Linked DNA regions of Mus musculus: region 2 is linked to region 1. The links are chromatin contacts, called in public Hi-C maps. All regions are on one chromosome and are shown on one strand. The core of a region is the stretch at or near the end of the contact, and the rest is flanking DNA. Distances in the headings are between cores, read along the strand shown.

What was found. A called contact is a pair of places that touch in the nucleus more often than the background predicts.
Region 2: a Hi-C map of extraembryonic endoderm stem cells shows a contact between it and region 1, with 1.6 times the contacts expected there. The contact joins two enhancer-like sites. A contact is called at or near these places in 27 of 484 Hi-C or Micro-C datasets (8-cell embryo, differentiating embryonic stem cells, embryonic stem cells and 3 more), 4 of 115 datasets of contacts at active chromatin or transcription factors (embryonic stem cells and stem cell-derived neural progenitor cells) and 1 of 9 other capture datasets (adipose tissue).

What each region holds. Positions count from the first base shown.
Region 1 is chr2:69,527,547-69,531,844 of GRCm38.p6, forward strand. Lrp2 (low density lipoprotein receptor-related protein 2) reads right to left here. Exons shown (of 79, transcript NM_001081088.2): 10 at 1-98. Among named protein-coding and RNA genes, the nearest start is that of Lrp2, 56 kb to the right of the region's middle. Within about 2 kb of position 2,780, at least 39 of the 459 cell types and tissues checked have an H3K27ac peak or open chromatin away from gene starts, as enhancers often do. A contact at or near this core is called in extraembryonic endoderm stem cells, where this site is marked.
Region 2 is chr2:69,627,116-69,631,670 of GRCm38.p6, forward strand. No RefSeq gene overlaps it. Among named protein-coding and RNA genes, the nearest start is that of Bbs5, 18 kb to the right of the region's middle. Within about 2 kb of position 2,271, at least 17 of the 459 cell types and tissues checked have an H3K27ac peak or open chromatin away from gene starts, as enhancers often do. A contact at or near this core is called in extraembryonic endoderm stem cells, where this site is marked.

The DNA.
Region 1 (4,298 bases), core at 1,530-4,029:
CTCCAGGATATAACCTTCTTCACAGAGGCACTGGTGACGGCCCTGTCGGCTCTCACACTTCTGGTCACAAATTCCCCATATCTGGCAGTCATCGAAATCTGCCGTGGGAGAGACACACATTCATAATCTTGTTCACCAGCATTTCTTGGGGATTCCCAGTGAGAAATATTGGAGAATTTGTCCAGAAAAATTATTAAGTCCTTGAGAAGTATACAAAGCAGGAAGCAGAAGCTTAAGACTGGTATTTTCATCAAGGGGAAAAAAGCCCCAGAACACTGTCCCTAGGAAGGCTCGCTTTTACCGGGGTTCCTGGCACGGTACCCACAGACCCACATTACTATGTCTCATTGTCTCATTAATTAACATCGGCTTACAAGATGAATACGTTTTGGCAAAAATACTTCCCCTGTACCTATGCTTTTCCAATACTAGCCATGTGTCCCCTAGTTACAGAAACGTAAGTGTCTAAGCCTTGTCGGCCACACTTGAAGTCCTCAATATCTCCACGTGACTGCTGAATGCAAGAAAAGTGAAGCTACAGGAAGGAATATATACATTTGCCCAGAAAGTTCTACTGAGCAACATTATTTTTGAATTTGTAAAGCGACCCATTTAAAAAAAAAAATTGGTCTGTAGCTTCAAATTAAGTATTTGGGCATTTCTGTTTACCCAAGTGCCTTCGCTTTGACGTCAAAGTCATAAGCAACGTTAAAATTATCTTGTTTATTCCTAAATTACTCATGCATTTAAAAGGCTGAACGTCCCTTACATAAAAGAGATACACATCTCACACACAAAGGACAAGGAATTCTAATGTAAATGACACATACAACATTACAAGAGACTTTCTTCACAATTATAAAGTTTGAAGGATGCTCAAATGGTCCAGTCCTTGGTCAACTACTACCACATTTAAATACTCTTCATATCCCTGACCTCTCCCTATCTAACTGTGAACAGCCAGCTAAGCCTCTGGCATTAGGAAAGTGTATTGATTATAATCCCTATCTATTTGTTTGTTTCAGGGAAATGCAAATCAAAGCAGCCCTGAGATTCCATCTCACACCAGTCAGAATGACTAAGATCAAAAATTCAGGTGACAGCAGATGCTGGCGAGGATGGAGAAAAAGGAACAGTCCTCCATTGCTGGTGGGACTGCAAGCTTGTACAACCACTCTGGAAATCAGTCTGGTGGTTCCTCAGAAAATTGGACATAGTACTACCGGAGGATCCTGCAATACCTCTCCTGGGCATATATCCAGAAGATGTTCCAAGTGCTAAGAAAGACACATGCTCCACTATGTTGATAGCAGCCTTATTTATAATAGCCAGAAGCTGAAAAGAACCCAGATGCCCCTCAACAGAGGGATACAGAAAATGTGGTATATTTGCACAATGGAGTACTACTCAGCTATTAAAAAGAATGAATTTATGAAATTCCTAGGCAAATAGATTGACCTGGAGGGCATAATCCTGAATGAGGTAACCCAATCACAAAAGAACTCACATGATATGTACTCACTGATAAGTGGATATTAGCCCAGAAACTTAGCATACCCAAGATACAAGATACAAAGCACATGAGACTCAAGAAGAATGAAGACCAAAGTGTGGACACTTTGCCCCTTAGAATTGGGAACAAAACACCCATGGAAGGAGTTACAGAGACAAAGTTTGGAGCTGAGACAAAAGGATGGAACATCTAGAGACCACCATATCCTGGAATCCATCCCATAATCAGCCTCCAAACACAGACACCATTGCATACACTAGCAAGATTGCTGAAAGGACCCTGATATAGCTGTCTCTTGTGAGACTATGCCAGGGCCTAGCAAACACAGAAGTGGATGCTCACAGTCAGCTATTGGATGGATCACAGGGCCTCCAATGGAGGAGCTAGAGAAAGTATCCAAGGAGCTAAATGGATCTGCAACCCTATAGGTGGAACAACAATATGAACTAACCAGTACCCCCCGGAGCTCGTGTCTCTAGCTGCATATGTATCAGAAGATGGCCTAGCCGGCCATCAATGGAAAGAGAGGCCCATTGGTCGTGCAAACTTTATATGCCTCAGTATAAGGGAACGCCAGGGCCAAGAAGTGGGAGAGGGTGGGTAGGGGAGTGAGGGGGAGGGTATGGGGGACTTTTGGGATAGCATTGGAAATGTAAATGAGGAAAATACCTAATAAAAAAATTAAAAATAAATAAATAAAGTCTCTATGTAGACCTGGCTATCCTAGCCTTGAAATTCCTCTGCTGGCATTAAAGAGTGTCACTATGAGCAGATACCACCTAATTTTTATTAAGTGTGTGTGTGTGTGTGTGTGTGTGTGTGTGTGTGTGTGTTTACATGCATTCCAGGGTATGTGTGTGAAAGTTAGGGGACAACTTCTGAGTTGGTGCTTTCATTATACCATGTAAGTCCTTATTTACCTATTTACCTATGTGCTATTTAGATCCCTAACTGTGAAAAATGAAGACTAATTAAACATCTATCATCAGTCGAATAAAATACGGAAACAAAAGTAGAGCAGTTACTTTCACGAAACTAGGAACGCCGTGGAAACGGCTCGAAATGAATCCTAGCCCATGCATGGTCCCTCCACATCGATCTATGTCTATCCCTCCCTTTCTTATTCTCTGCCCAACTCCAGTACCAACAAATACTGCTTTGACAAAATTCAAGCCCTACTTTTGGGCTAAGATCACCTAAGATACCTCTGCCTGGCTGTGTGAAACCCTGCGTGCTGAATGGCCTCCCTGCCCTGACCTCAGCAGCACAATGTCACTCTGTCAACAAACAGCCAGCCTGTCTTGTCAGTCAGAAACAATGAGCCCAGGAAACTGTTCCTGCATGCCACAGAAACTCCACTGCCAGGTCAGAACTACCAAGGGCCAATGAATGGTGGAAAGACACCAGATCCCATGTAGAGATTACTCGGCTCTATTCTTGATTTACCACCGAATCGTACAGTGGAGAGACCCGTGGAAGAAGGCACCCCACACCTCAAGTCTACCGAGTCAGCCATGCAGAGGGTGAAGACCCTGCAGAGGATTTACTGAGTTGAAATGCTTCAGAGAAGAAACCAAAACAATTCTCCTGAACTCCCAGCTCAGCTTAAAGGAGCGCAGATCTGGCTTCATAACGTCCTGTATTTGATTTAAATAGAGTTTCTCTTCACACCGATAAAAAGTCATCTTTGACACAAACAGCCTCAAAAATAAACCATGCATTCGAGAATTTTTGACAGGGAAGGTCACAGAAGAGGCCTCTGCAGGTGGCAGGGGGCCTTCCAGTCACAAAGGCCCTCAAATGTAGACGTTTGAGCTTATCTCTAAGTGGGGCTGTCTGTATGAATGTCCCAGAAAGAGCCTGGGGGTGGGGTGGGGGTGGGGCGACTGAAGGGTATTCGCTGAAATTTAAAACTCTCATCTGCCACTGGTCAGCCATTGCGGTTCCCATTGTGCATCTAACTAAAAGTGTTGGGTAAGCCCTAAAAACAAACACCTGGCAGCTTGATAAGTCTGGTTTTCCCGCATCACATTATTATCAGGCTACGTGTAAAACTACAGACCTCAAAACACCTTGCCAGTTAGAAACAGAAGCGATGCGAGTCTCTTGCGTTTAAGGAGCTCCTGTAGAGACAAGCCTCACAGAGCTCAGGGTTGTATAATGGGAGGACAGGAAATGTGCTACGTTGAAGGGGAGAAGAGGCAGAGGAACAGGTTATGGGCAGCACAGGACAGGGCACACTGTAAAAGCAAGTCACTCTTGCTGAAAAGACATCAAGGCTTATCAAGTTTCCACTGCAAGACAGCTGGCACTCCAACCCCCAACCCCTACCCCCTACAGTCCCCACCCCCCTTACCATCCCACAACCCTCACCCCAGCAACCCCTAAACCATGCAATCCCCATCCCCCACCTTCCACAATCCCTACCCCCCACAACCCCATCCCCACGACCCCCACCCCCTACAATCCCTACCCCCCACAATCCTCATCCCCACCCCCCAACTCCCACCCACCACACACACAATACCAATCCCCACAACCCCTAAAATCCCTACCCCCCACAATCCCCACCCCCACCCACAATCTCCATCCCCTACAATCCCCACCCCCCACAGTCCTCACCCCATGGCAAGCTTTAGGGATTGTGAAAGAAAAAAAGGAGAGCTGATGTAATACTGAGAGAGTGGTTTCTGGTATTTCTCTTGGAATTCCTTTGCTACTGAGAGAAAAGGGAACTGCCTAGAAGGGAAAGCCTGGAGATGGGACTGGCAGTGCACTGGCAGCC
Region 2 (4,555 bases), core at 1,021-3,520, 99 kb after region 1:
TTTGTTTGTTTGTTTGTTTGTTTGTTTGTTTTTCAAGACAGGGTTTCTCTGTATAGCCCTGGCTGTCCTGGAGCTCACTTTGTAGACCAGGCTGGCCTCGAACTCAGAAATCCGCCTGCCTCTGCCTCCCAAGTGCTGGGATTAAAGGTGTGTACCACCACACCCGGCTTCCTTTTTTCTTTTTTCTTTTTTCTTTTTTTCTTTTTTCTTTTTTCTCTTTTCTCCTCCTCCTCCTCCTCCTCCTCTTCCTCCTCCTCCTCTTCTTCTTCTTCTTCTTCTTCTTCTTCTTCTTCTAATTTTATTTATTTTTCTTTTACAGGTATGAGTGTCTTGCTGGTATGTATGTATTTCTTCATTCATGCAGTGTCGATAGATGCCAGCAGGGGGCATCAAAATTCCTCGGAGCTGGAATTAGAGCAGTTGAGAGCATCTGTGTGGGTGCTGGGAACTGAACCATGGTTCTCTGATAAAGCACTGAGCACTCCTAGCCATCTCTCCAACTCTCACTATGCTTTGCCTGTTGCTGCAAATATGTTTACCTCGTACTTTTCTCTGACAATGCAACCAAGCAGTGGTTATCAACTGACCAAATTACTCCCTGTTTTAGATGGCAGAGAGGCAGGTACACAAAATTTCTGACGCTGACAAAGAAAAAGATTGGCCTTCTCCCCTCCTTTGATTTATTTCATCTGTTTGCTTATTTACGTTTTTTTGAGACAGGCTCTCTCTGTACAGCTCTGGGTGTCCTGAAACTCACTCTGTAGAGCAGGCTGGCCTTGAAACTCAGAGATCTGCCTGTCTCTGTCTCCCCACCACACCTGACCATGAGCAGGCTTCTCTGTCGGATTCTGTGTGTGGGAGTCGAACCGGTGGCCAGAGCTCACTGCTGGTCTTCTACACTGAGGGGGAGGACATTTTTCTCCTACTAACTTGATTCAAAAAGCATGGCTAGCAAGAGAGAAAGCTACAGGCAACCGGGAAAACCCCACTGGTGTAAACAAGAAAACCACCTTCCATTCTTTGGTCACTTACCTACAATGATTTGTTTTTGCTTGTTTGTTTATTAACTTGCTGAGTCAGAACCAGAAGAAGTCCAAATTGACTTGAAGCCCGCTATGCAGCCCCCGACTACACTGATGCTTCTGCCTCCATCTCTGGAGTGCTGGGATTACAGGCACCACCAACCATCACACCGAGTGTATGTAGTTTACTCAGTGCTAGGAATGGAGTCCAGGGCTTCATGCATGCTAGGCAAGCTCTCTACCAACTGAGCATGCACATCATACACACGTGCGCGCACACACACAGGCACATGTGCACACGCACACACCACCCGAGATGCCCTTGTTTGTTTGTTTGTTTGTCTGTTTGATTTGATTTGATTTGATTTGATTTTGACACAAGGTCTGTCTACATAGCCCTGGCTGTCCTGGAACTCACTGTGTAGACTAGGCAGGTCTCAAACTTACCTGCCTCTACCTCACATGGGGATTAAAGGCATGTGGGGGGGGGGTGGTTGAGGTGGAGATAAAATATGGAGTGTAAAAAAGAAAAAGTCATGTGCCACTATGCCTGGCCCTTCAAGATGTCCCTTTTTTGTTTGTTTGTTTGTTTGTTTTTTGGGGTTTTGTTTTGTTTTGTTTTTCAAGACAGGGTTTCTCTGTATAGCCCTAGCTGTCCTGGAGCTCACTTTGTAGACCAAGCTGGCCTCAAACTCAGAAATCTGCCTGCCTCTGCCTCTCGAGTGCTGGGATTAAAGGCGTGCGCCACCAGGCCCGGCAAGATGTCCCTTTTTAATAACGAATTTCTACATTACATTACATTCCCTCTGAGAACTCATAATGAGTCTGAGATGACAATCAAGATTTTAAAAAGAAAAAGAAAAAGAGAAAGAAAGAAAAAGAACAAAGAAAAGTTTTCTGAGCCCCCGTGTCTGTCACTGGGAAAGTACAGGATCAAGAGCCACTCGTTCCGGCCTCTGCGTCAATGTGGCCCTCAGCAGCCCATTCTGGGGCAACACAGGACCATGGGTTTCCATTGTTGGAGTAAACATGGCCTAGCCAGGAGACTGTAAGTTTGATCCATTGGAAGCCCTCCGTGGACAGCCAGGGATCGGCATACAGGGAGAGGGGTGCGCAGTAAACACGCCTGCATTAGCACCGCTCAATTCATCTAAAAAGCGCTGATGCAGAACGGACATCGGGACTGTACAAAGAAAGCTACACTGCTCTGTGTTTCAGAGATGGATTTATGGCTAATTAACCGTCCAGGACTAGTCTAACTCCTGTACCTAGGAGAACACGAGCTGGGACAAAGAGTGATTGATTTTAGTGGGAGAGTCCTGCGTTGTGAAACGAGAGAGGCGAGCGAGGCTGGCGCAGGCAGTCACTTGGAAGTTCAACGCTGGCACAGCTTTGCCTTGGAATCGGGATTTTGCAAGAGACTGGCTCTGGTTACAGCTGCTATTGTTCCGATTGCTATTCTTGTGTTGTTTTAAACTATCTTGGAGTAAGGTGATAGTTAAATCTGTCGTGGGAGGGTAGCTGAACCCCAAGACTTACTGGAAGCTTTTGAAGTTGCTATCACTGGAATCCAAAGATATCAATCGGCTCTCATTGTGTAGACAGAGATCATCATCGTGCTGTTATTAGGAGAGAGGGGCGGAGCTCTGCCCTTAACAGTGATTACCTGTTCTGAACACGAACCTTAGCACGATTTTAAGGCTAAAAAGAGCCCACAATAGGATATTTGGGGAATATAATTCCACTTCGATTTTCTGTCCTAAAATCAATCACCTCTACCAATCGCTGCAGCTGTGTCTACTTCCATCCACTGGAAGCCCAGAAACTCCTGAAGTCAAAGCACTTGGGAAGCTGAGGGAGAGGATTGGGTTCAAGCTTCAGGTCTCGGCTGTACGGTGAGATCCAGACCAGCCAGGGTTCCCTAGCAAGATCCTATCTCCAAAACAGAACAGAACAGCGGCTTAGAGGTTAAGAGCACTGGCTGTTCTTCCAGAGAACATGGGTACAATTCTTACCACCTACACAGTAGCTCACACCGGTCTGGAACTCCAATTCCAGGAGAGCTGACTCCTTCTGGTCTCTGTCTGCACTGCATGCGTGTGGGACACACATTTACATGCAGGTAAAACACACACACACACACACACACACACACACACACACACACACACACAATTAAGATAAAATAAGTCTTTAACCAAAAACAGAGGGGTGGGAAGAAGAGGAGAAAGGGGGAAAGAAAGAAACATGAGTGAGCGAGACTATGCTGCTTATATGGCTGGGTATGGTGGCACATGTGTAATCCATCCCTAGGGAGGACGGCTCAGGAGGATCAGAAGTTCAAGGCCAGTATGAGCTGGGTACTGTGTATGTGGATATACACAGACACACGTACATGGACATACACACACATATATATGGATTCACCACCCTCCTCTACTCTCTTCTCTTTCATTTAGTTTTACTTCATCCTTCTCTCTCTCTCTCTACCTTGTCTTAAGGTCCATCGTCATAACTGAAATTATCACAGTCTCTCTCCAGAGCAGGGGTTCTCAACCTATGGGTCGAGACCCCTTGGAGGGAGGTCACATGTCAGGTATCTTTATATATCATATGTTTACATTATTATTCATAACAGAAGCACAATTACAGTTGTGAAGTAGCAGTGCAGATAATTTTACGGTTGAGGGCCACCACAGCCTGAGGGATTGTATCAAAGGGCCATGGTATTAGGGAAGTTGAGAACCATGGCACTAGTGGCTCTACTGAGAGGGGGGAAGGGGAGTGCAGTTCAGGGAGAAGGAAGGCTCAGGTCTAAAAATGGAGAGTACATGGACAACAGAAGAGAGAGAAGCTGGAAACTGGTGGAACCGGTCGGATGAAGTTTAAGTTGGTAGTGAGTAAAGATTAAAAAGTAAACAAATAGCTTGAGTTTCTGAAAGTGGAAAAACGGGATTCTAGATTCTGTCACCTAGTGAACATTAAGCTCCGAAAATAGGTGTAGTGCCAGGCCAGACATGGTGGCACATGCCTAGGGTCTCAGCACTTAGGATGCAGAAGCAGGATTTTCAAAAGTTGGAGCCCTGCCTGGCCTACATAGAGTTCCAGGCCACCCAGGGTAACGTTATGAGGCCTTATGGTGGTTTAAACAAGAGTGGCCTCCGTCAACTCAAACGTTTGGAAATTTGGTCCTCAGTTGGTGGAATTGTTTGGGAAGGATTAGGGGGTGTGGCCTTGCTGGAGGAAGTGTGTCCTGTGGTGGCAGGATTTGAGGCTTGTACCATCCCTCCTGTCCTCTCTGCCTTTTTGCAGATCCAGATGTGAGCTCTCAGCTATCCCTGCCACCACACTTTTGCTCCACCATCATGGGCTCTAACCCTCTGAAACTGTAAGTGCGATCAAATGCTTTCTTTTTTATTTAAAGATTTATTTATTTTTATTCTGTGTATAAGGATGGTTTGCCTGCATGTATGCCCAGGCATTATTTGCATGTAGTAACCCTGGAGGCCAGAAGGGGGCTTCAGATTCCCCTG